Linked DNA regions of Mus musculus: regions 2 and 3 are each linked to region 1. The links are chromatin contacts, called in public HiChIP or PLAC-seq and promoter capture Hi-C maps. All regions are on one chromosome and are shown on one strand. Each heading gives the region's core, a stretch centred on a gene start, on an enhancer-like site or on the middle of the called end of the contact. The rest is flanking DNA. Distances are from core to core; before and after follow the strand shown.

Evidence for each region. HiChIP or PLAC-seq counts read pairs in DNA pulled down with a chosen protein or histone mark. Capture Hi-C pulls out chosen DNA fragments and counts their contacts.
Region 2: a contact with region 1 is called in an H3K27ac HiChIP or PLAC-seq map of embryonic stem cells, with 5 read pairs. The contact joins the enhancer-like site here to the promoter of Mcm10 in region 1. A contact is called at or near these places in 1 of 15 datasets of contacts at CTCF or cohesin (pro-B cells), 5 of 484 Hi-C or Micro-C datasets (embryonic stem cells and myeloid progenitors), 1 of 115 datasets of contacts at active chromatin or transcription factors (embryonic stem cells) and 1 of 9 other capture datasets (adipose tissue).
Region 3: a promoter capture Hi-C map of liver shows a contact between it and region 1. The contact joins the promoter of Sephs1 here to the promoter of Mcm10 in region 1. A contact is called at or near these places in 2 of 39 promoter capture datasets (the HPC-7 cell line and liver), 4 of 484 Hi-C or Micro-C datasets (CD4 T cells, Th1 cells, double positive thymocytes and 1 more), 11 of 115 datasets of contacts at active chromatin or transcription factors (the SCID.adh cell line, bone marrow-derived macrophages, effector CD8 T cells and 4 more) and 4 of 9 other capture datasets (adipose tissue, liver, macrophages and 1 more).

Annotation. Positions count from the first base shown.
Region 1 is chr2:5,011,361-5,014,268 of GRCm38.p6, forward strand. Mcm10 (minichromosome maintenance 10 replication initiation factor) reads right to left here and starts at 1,431. Exons shown (of 20, transcript NM_027290.3): 1 at 1,345-1,431.
Region 2 is chr2:5,161,466-5,164,373 of GRCm38.p6, forward strand. All of the region lies in intron 2 of Ccdc3 (coiled-coil domain containing 3), which reads left to right. Among named protein-coding and RNA genes, the nearest start is that of Ccdc3, 25 kb to the left of the region's middle. Within about 2 kb of position 1,451, at least 16 of the 459 cell types and tissues checked have an H3K27ac peak or open chromatin away from gene starts, as enhancers often do. A contact at or near this core is called in embryonic stem cells, where this site is marked.
Region 3 is chr2:4,880,131-4,883,038 of GRCm38.p6, forward strand. Sephs1 (selenophosphate synthetase 1) reads left to right here and starts at 1,434. Exons shown (of 9, transcript NM_175400.6): 1 at 1,434-1,730.

The sequences.
Region 1 (2,908 bases), core at 181-2,680:
ATAATAAATAAATCTTTTTAAAAAAAAGATAGAAAGATAACATTGAAGCTAGGTATGGTATCAAACTCCTTTAATTGCAGTCCTGGGGAAGGTGGAAGCAGGTTGTCAGAACCCTGGCCATTCTGCCAAACAGTGAACGAACTCTGAGAGAGGCCCCAGAGGGGAAAGGCAGAGAGAGGGCCTTTAACCTCAAGTATAGCTTGCTCCCTGGATGGTTCTTGGACCTGATTTCCAGCCTCCTTCAACAAACATTTGCATTCAATTTATAAGACATGTTTGTTCCTGTTGTATGTGGGAGCATGGCTATAGAACCCACTCTGGTAAAAGGATTGGGTTTTGGTGCACCCCGAATCTGGATATGGCCTTCTGCCTTGCTTTAGTGTTTCCTCAGATATAAACCCTACCGTGTAGGCCAGGCAATTGTGCTTAACTTGTTCTGTTCTGGCTTACGGTATACTTATTTACATTCTGCTGCTTTCAATTATCCTTAGAACCACATCCACAATGCCCGCCTGAGAAGCAATGGGTGGGTACCTTCTTCCTTGTTTCTATTTCCTCAATTCCCTGTGTTTGCATCTTCCTGCTAGATTAGCTTGCTTTCAGCTTCTTGAACTGTTTTCAGCTTAGGCATTTTGTCTAGAAAGCTCTTTTAGAGTACTTTCTCATCTCCAACTAGCTAATTTCTGAGCCTTTCTAGTCGGCCATACCCCGAAGGTTCCCTCTAGAGCCCCTCTGCCCTAGTTAACTGCACATTTGTCCACCACTGTGTGCTTGTTATAAGGATCCTCTTCAGAGTGCACCACCACTGTCCGGCAGAAATAAACTTTTAAAAAACAAAAATAAAAGGGCGCTCTTAAAAAAAGAAAACAACCGGGTTGGGGAGGTGGCTCAGCGGTTAAGAGCATTGACTGCTCTTCCAAAGGTTCTGAGTTCAAAGCCCAGCAACCACATGGTGGCTCACAACCATCTGTAAGGAGATCTGACGCGCTCTTCTGGTGTGTATAAAGACAGCTTACATATAATCAACCAATATTTAAAAAGAAAGAAAAAAGAGAAGAGAAGAGAAGAGAAGAGAAGAGAAGAGAAGAGAAGAGAAGAGAAGAGAAGAGAAAAGAAAAGAGAAGAGAAAAGAGAAGACAACCCAAAACGGGCTCCTTAAGCACTCGAGCCCTCCATCTTCCAGCCCCGGCGCCTTGCCCGTTCCAGCCTCGGCCAAAGGTCGCCTGCTCCGCTGGATCCAGATCTCGGCGCCTTTGCCCCTCAGAGCCCGCGCCTCTCCCTCAGACCCCAATCCCTGCGTGGATGCCCAGAGTTCCGGACACACGCAAACCCCGTGACGCTTACCTAAGACCCGGGCCTCTTCCCGGTCCACAGCGGATCCCGCCAAAAAACTAAATTGGGCTCCGCCCAACTCTGACGTCGACGCGTTCATTTGTGGAGGACGCTCTGATTGGCTCCACCGGAACTCTTGGACCACACAGATCCTTGGCTGGGGGAAGCACCGCCTCTCAGTAGAGCAACCTGATTGGCCATCTTTGTTATGGGCAAAGAACTTCCGGTTGGTGAGGCTGCAGATTCCCATAATTAAGATTCACATAGCAGAGCTCCAGCCCATCTCTGTAAGTTAACACTCAACTGGTTTCCCTGCTGGAAGTAAACTTATTGAAGTCCCAACCAGTTTTGCTGCTCCTATGTCCAGTTTAGATATTAGGATTTGAATAGAGAGAGAGATGAAAGTTTCTACTTTTCACTCTGTCTGACCTACAGGAACTACCATTTCTTCAGATTTTGTTTCTACACCTGTAAACGAGGGAAAGGCTAGATATTTTTGGACGCAGAAAACAATATCCCTAGAATAGTGCAGATTCAGGGAACTAGATTATGTCAGAGTTGAGAATAATTTATCAGATCATTCTTCAGTAAAATTCAAACTTTTCTTTACAAGTATTTATACATAGGTCTAAAACCATTTTCCAAATGCAGAATATTTACCCTCCATAATTCCAAAGACTTCCATGCACAGTTTTGTTGATGTTTAAGACAGGGTCTCTCCAAGAAGCTCTGGCCTTGACCTTTCTGTGTAGATCAGGTGAGCCTTGAACTCAAGACTCTGCTTCCCACCTACTGGGTTTAGAGTGCCTGCCTGGATTACTTTAAAACAGTATGTAGCAGGATCCAGAGTGTCCTGGGATTCCTCCTCCCTCCCCCTCTTCCTTTTCCTTTGTGCTGATGATTGGATAACGGGGTTCATGGATTCTAAGCATGCCCTGTGCCACTGCCATGGAGCTGGATTCACACCCCTGGCCTAGGATTCTTGAAACCTGCCTCAGCTTCAAGAGTGCTGGGATTACAGTGACCACACGCACCTCCAAGTGACACTCTTTAGAGTCTGAATTCATCCACTAGTTGATTTGAGATAAGACAGCATTGGTGTCTCTATCTCTCCACTCTGTTTACCCAGTGTGTGACTAGAAAGCAAAGAATCTTGATGCCTGGACACGGAGTTTTCTTCTTCTCCATCTCATCGTTATCAAAGCCTGTGCTCCTGGCTCAGGATTAGGAATAATTCTAGTATGAAAATTTCACAGTGATAAAGAGACTTCAATAATTAGATAGGCCAGTCCTTTTTTTTTCTTTTTTTTTTTTTTTCAAGACAGGGTTTCTCCGTGTAGACCTGGCTGTCTTGGAACTCACTCATAGACCAGGTTGGCCTCGAACTCAGAAATCCGCCTGCCTCTGCCTCCTGAGTGCTGGGATTAAAGGCGTGCACCACCACTGCCCGGCTGATAGGCCAGTTCTTGTTGGTCCTCTCTAGTTCCTTTCTTCCCTGTGACTTTACAGATAACCTTTGCTTCCCATGTGATTCCAGGAATAGGAAACAGTATCAATCTAAGTGTTCAAGCACAGA
Region 2 (2,908 bases), core at 201-2,700, 150 kb after region 1:
GGCAGTGGTTTGTAAAGACTAGGTTTGCGGGCTGGGGGTGGTCCTTACTTGGCAGAATGCTTGCCTAACATGACTGACGCTCTGGGTTTGATTCCCAGAACTGCATAAACTGATGGCCACGTGGGAGGTCCAGAAGTTCAAGGTCATCCTAGGCTATGTAGCAATTGGAGGCCAGCCTGGGCTATGTGAGGCATTGTCTTGGGGGAAGGAAAAAAAAGGAAAAATTAGATTTGGCACCAGGGAGTTGGTTTAGTCAGGAGCTTAGGAAAGTACTGACTGTGGAAGGAGGGGGAGACAGGAGGATCCCTGAACTTCACTGGCCAGCCAAATTAGACAAACCAGTGAGTTTCAGGTTGAGAGAGAGAGAGAGAGAGAGAGAGAGAGAGAGAGAGAGAGAGAGAGAGAGAGAGAGAGACTCTCTCTAATAAAGCAAAACTGAAGAACAACTAGGGATTAGATCAGACATTGATCCCTACTGTCTGCACACACCTGTGTACACTTGTAAGCACACCTATACACACACACATATACCAAACTAGAAAAAAATAGATTTTGTTTCTTATAGCACAGCAAGTGGGATAGAGATGCAGGAAACTCCCACATACCTGCTGCCTTCACATATGTGCAGCCTCCCTGACTGTCAACACCCCCAGCAGGGTGGGACATGGCTTTAAGGATCTGTCAGCCTACAGTTATAGATACTGTTATCACACGGGCCCCATGGCTTTCATTAGGGTCCATGTTTGGTGTTACATTTGTGTGTGGGCAAATACAGAATAGCTTGTATCTGCCATTAGTGTGTCTTTCAGAACAGTCCGTCTACTCCAAGCATCTTCTGTCTTCCACTGGTTCAGGATTCATCCCCTCTTCTCTGGTCTTCTTTTCAGCAAGGGTTGAATTATTTGTATACAGACAGCACTATGTACGGCCCATGTGTCTGTTTTTATCTGTTTGTGTGGTGATGCTATGGATGAAAGCAGCCCAGGGACCAGATGAAGAGAGCACACCCCACAAGATGTTGGCCCTTGTGACTGTGGAGTTTTGGTTTGATAAGTCTCCTCTTAGGGCAGAGTGTGTCTTAGAATTCTGGACCATCCCATTCCCCATATCAGCACCTCCTTTGCTAGCCCACTCCCTCCTCTGACTCCAGTGCTCTTTGTAAAAGATTTTATTATATTTAGTGTGTGTGTGTGTGTGTGTGTGTGTGTGTGTGTGTGTGTGTGTACATGCATGTGCACATGTGCAAGCCACAGCATGTATCTGGAAATTAGGACAATTTGTATGACTCAGTTTTTTTCTCCCACCGTGTGGGTTCTGAATCAAAGTCAGGTCCTTTACCTGCAGAGCCATCTTGCCAGGCCTGACCCCTGTGGCTTGTTTCCCATGTGCTCAGTAAATGCTCTGTGAATGTGTGAGTGAATACTGAATCCTGCCGAGCTGTTCTTATGGTTATCTGCCCACAGGCAGGCTTTGCCTGTGTCTGCTGCTACCCCCACCCACTCCCTGTCCGGCTGCTCCAAGGCCAGCACTGCAGAAGCCAGATTCCCTGAGGCTCGGAGGTCGCTTCCTGGCTTTATCTGGGCTGTTGTTCTGTGCTCCAGCTGCTAGCAGGACAAACTGACATTGTCCATGTAGCTGGTTCTGATACAAGGACTCACAGAAGTCAGAGGCAAAACACACAAATGTAACTAACTATGCTGGGGTTAGCCATTCCTGTTCTGAAGAGAGTGTGATGCACGGTGGAAGACACCTTTGGGGCCTGAGCTGTGACCTGGTTCTTAGCCTGGCTAGCTCCAACCCATTGAAGCTAGACCTCACTCCTATAGATTGGGAGTGGGCTAACTTGTTCTTGGTAACGTAGCTGAGAGGGATGGTAAAGCGGGATGCATTGAGCCCTTCTGGTAAGAACGACTAGTTAACTGCATACCGTATATGTTCCTGTGGCAAGCTTCTGTGGTAATATGTGAGAAGCGCTGGTAAGATGAGAAAAACGGCTGGCGGGACTTTGTCCACTTGATTTCTGGCTAGCAGACACTAGGCTAGTGAGAGTCAGTTCTGCAAGCTTTGCCCATCTGTGGGAGGGGGAGTTTGCAAGTTCTGAGACCGTAGGAAGATTGTCTTCTTGTTGATCCATTTTCCTCTCCTCTAGTTGGAAAATCAGCGGGCTGGACTGGGCTGGTGGATTTCTTTCCACTTTTGAAAATCCCCTTTCCTAGACTTCTGAATCGCATAAGGCTAATTTAATGTCTGCCAGGTAGAGGTAGGGCTGCCTAGCACTCCAGAATATACCTGCCCAGGCAGAGTCTGGGCTGGTGAGGGCAGGGGGGTGGGAACCTGGAGATGAAACTTGGGTTTGTTTTCATGGGAGACTAGGGTGTGGGCCTCCCCTTTCTTTTGGGGAGGGTGATGCATGGGGTGCCATGCATGGTAAGGGCACCTTCCTTAACTCTTCTGAGATGGAAAGAGGTTGAGAAAACCCCGGAGGGGAGGGTGTTTACTGGAAAGACTGGCCTTCGCTTGGATCAGGGGCTTGAGGAGAAGGGATGATCTAAGCCCATAACCCTAATTTAAACTTAGGAAAGGGACTGCCTAGAGGGACACACACACACACACACACACACACACACACACACACACACAGAGAGAGAGAGAGAGAGAGAGAGAGAGAGAGAGAGAGAGGGAGAGGGAGAGGGAGAGAGGGAGAGGGAGAGGGAGAGGGAGAGGGAGAGGGAGAGGGAGAGGGAGAGGGAGAGAGAGAGAGAGAGAGAGAGAGAGAGAGAGAGAGAGAGAGAGAGACAGACGAAAGAAGAGGCCACAGGGAGTTCTTGGCTGTAGTAAGAGTTTCCAAAGAGCCTCAACTTTTTCCAGCTTTGCAACTAAGTTAATAATATTCCTTGAGGTCACTTAA
Region 3 (2,908 bases), core at 184-2,683, 130 kb before region 1:
AACAATAACCCCTAACCCAGGGTATTATTCCTCCATCACCACTGAGAAAGAGCATCCTTCAACATTAACAAAGAGCTAAGTCTCCTTGGAGGGACACACAAATCTAGACATGGGGTCCTGCTGTGTCATCCACTTTTTTTTTTTCTCATTGTGAAATCTTTTGAAAAAAAAAATCACTTTTTTTTTTAACTAAGTGAGGAACAAAAAAAAGTTACATTGTTTAAAATGCAAAATCAAATTTAAAAGGCAGAACCGGACAAATGTAACTGTATAACCCTTTCCCTCTGGCTTTGGAGTCCTGGTGTGGTATCTGGTGAGGCTGTGTTTGTGTCTTCTGACCATTCAGAAGAAACTCCACGTTCATCAACGATAAATCGATGTCCGAAGTCTGATGCTAAGGAGCCCAGGTGCTACTGTATTCTCCCAAATGTATTGTGGAGAAAAGACACAAAGGCAGGAGATGCCTGTGTCCATCTCGCCACACTTTGCACCCTAGATCCCACTCCTAAGAAACAGGCAAATGGCAATTTCAGGAATGAAAAGGACATCTGCGGGGTGTACGAACCTAAAGACAGCCAAAAGATACAACAGTTCTGCTTCTAAATAATCGGGAAAATGCGAACCTATTCCTAACCAAGTTTGCTCTGCTCAGCTTTCCAGAGAAGTCCTTCGAAGGGACACGCTCTGCACCAGCAATGCAGTACGAAGTCGGAAATCTGAAGTTACTTCAAGTGAAACCGCATTACCAATGTCAATTCAAGCACACAGGATTAGTCTGCCATGTTTACTTGGACATGAGAAGAACAAATGGTATAACCCGGACAACATAAACTCTCCCTCCCCAAAATGCAGATCAAAGATTCAAGAAACTTCACAGAGCATTTGCATATTTCACTGGGACTCCAAAGAAATGCGGAGCTACGCTCAAACAATAGAATGAAGAAAAGATGGGAGTCACTGAGAATGGAGCGCGGGGTTAAGTTGGGTTTTCAAATGTCTCACTGGGGGCGACCTTGGCTCCTACACTCTGCACATTGTTCCCATGGGCACAGTCTCACTGCAGCAGAGATTCGGGAGCAGGTATTGCATCCCGTGGGTGATGCGGGGATCGCACCCAGCCAGGTTGTGCAAAAAACAAAAACACTCTGTTCCCTTCTCGCGGGACAGAGATGCGAAAGTAGGTGGCCCCCATCACTCAAGGTTGCTGCCAGTGCTGCTCGCAACTTTTGAAATCAATCTACCCCCCCCCCTTTTTTTTCCTTTCTTTTTTCTTTTGCATCATGCAACGGATGCCACCGTTCCTGGGGTTTGCAACCCCCCACCCCCTCCCCCGAGACCAATCATTGCCGCGCTCGGGCCTCTGCACAGCGCCCCCGCCCCCTTCCCGGGCCGCACGCAGCCACCACCGCCGCTGCCACCGCCACCAGCAACCCGGAGGCGCTCCGGCCACCGGCCCGCCGCCTTAAAGGGAGGTGGCCGCTCTTAAAGGGACCCTCACGCGCCCGGCCGGCGGGAGCGCGGCGGCCCGGTTCCCGGAGGGCCGCGCCCAGCCTAGGCCGAGCTCCACGCGGCGTCCGAGCGCCCGGCGGTGCCGCCGCCACCGGGAGCAGCATTTTTTTTTTTTTTTTTTTTAAATTCAGGCGACGCTTAAGGGAGCCCAGCGCGCCCGGTGCATTGTGGGAGCGCCGCGGCCCGTTTTCGGGAGGAGGCGGAGGGCGCAAAGCGAGCCGGTAAGCGGCGGGCCTGGCGAGGGGGGGCGAGGCAGCAGGCTTAAAGGGGAATAGCGGGCCGCAGGCCCGGCGCGGCCGTTGCAAATCCCCCTCCGGGCCGCCCGGGACCGCCGGGGAGCCGTGCACCGGGGCCCTTCGCGCGCCCTGCCTGGAGAGGGGGCCGAGCCCAGGCTTTGGTGGGGCCGCTTTAAAAAAGAAGCGCCGCCCGCGCCGCTGCCTCCTCCGCCGTCGCCGCCGCGGCACGCGGGGCCGGGGTTGGGAGGGAGGAGCGGAGGGGGAGGGCGGCGGCGGCCACGCAGGGGTTAATCTTTTCGCCCGCCGACATTTTTGTGTGGCGGCGCGGACGGCGAGCCCGCGCGCGCGCGCGCTCTGCCTTAGCCGCCCAGTGTCCTGGCGCCGAGCCGCGGGCCTCCCCGCCCCCACTCGGCCCTCGGGTCCCTCCGGTCCCCGCCGGCGACGGTCTCCGCGGCAGCGGCGACGCGGGGCCTGCGGTGCAGCATGGCCCTGCCGGTGGCCTGCCCGCGGCAGCCGCGCGGCGCGGTACAAAGAACGCGGCCCGCGCCCGCCGTGCCTTTAAAGGCGGCAGCCTGAGACTTAAGGTGTCCCCTGAGTGGCATCCTCCGCGCCCGGCCCCATGGAGGGCGCGGGGTCCCGGCGCGCACGCCGCGGCGCCCGGGCCTGTGAGCACGCGCGGGGCCTGGGGGCTGGCGGGGAGGTAGGTGTGCTGCCCCACCGCACCCCGCTGCCCGAGCCCGCCTCCCGCGGGAGCGAAGGGGTTAAACGCGGGCTTTAAATATTCATGTCATTGTTTTAAAGGTGTAAACATGTGGCTTCCAGGTCGGACGCACTCCCTCTACCCAAAGCACACCCCAAATTCCATCCTTTTCAAATAGCTGGAGTTTCCTTTGAGGCCAAACCGTGTGACTTAGGTCTCCTTGCACTTGGGAGTTTTTTAACTGCTGAGTTTTCTTGATGTAAGGCGTTTTTAAACTTTCCTAACCAGAAAGTGTAGGGAAAATAAGGTAAAAGAAAGGTGCTCTTCGGAGTCTCTCTCCTGCCTTTTGGTTGAGGCCGTGAGGATTGGAGGTAGGAAAATAGATTCTTTATAAAGGGAAGTCTTCCCGTTTTGTACCAGGTAGAGGTGAGGCAGGCATTTTTTGCAAAATGAATGTGATTTT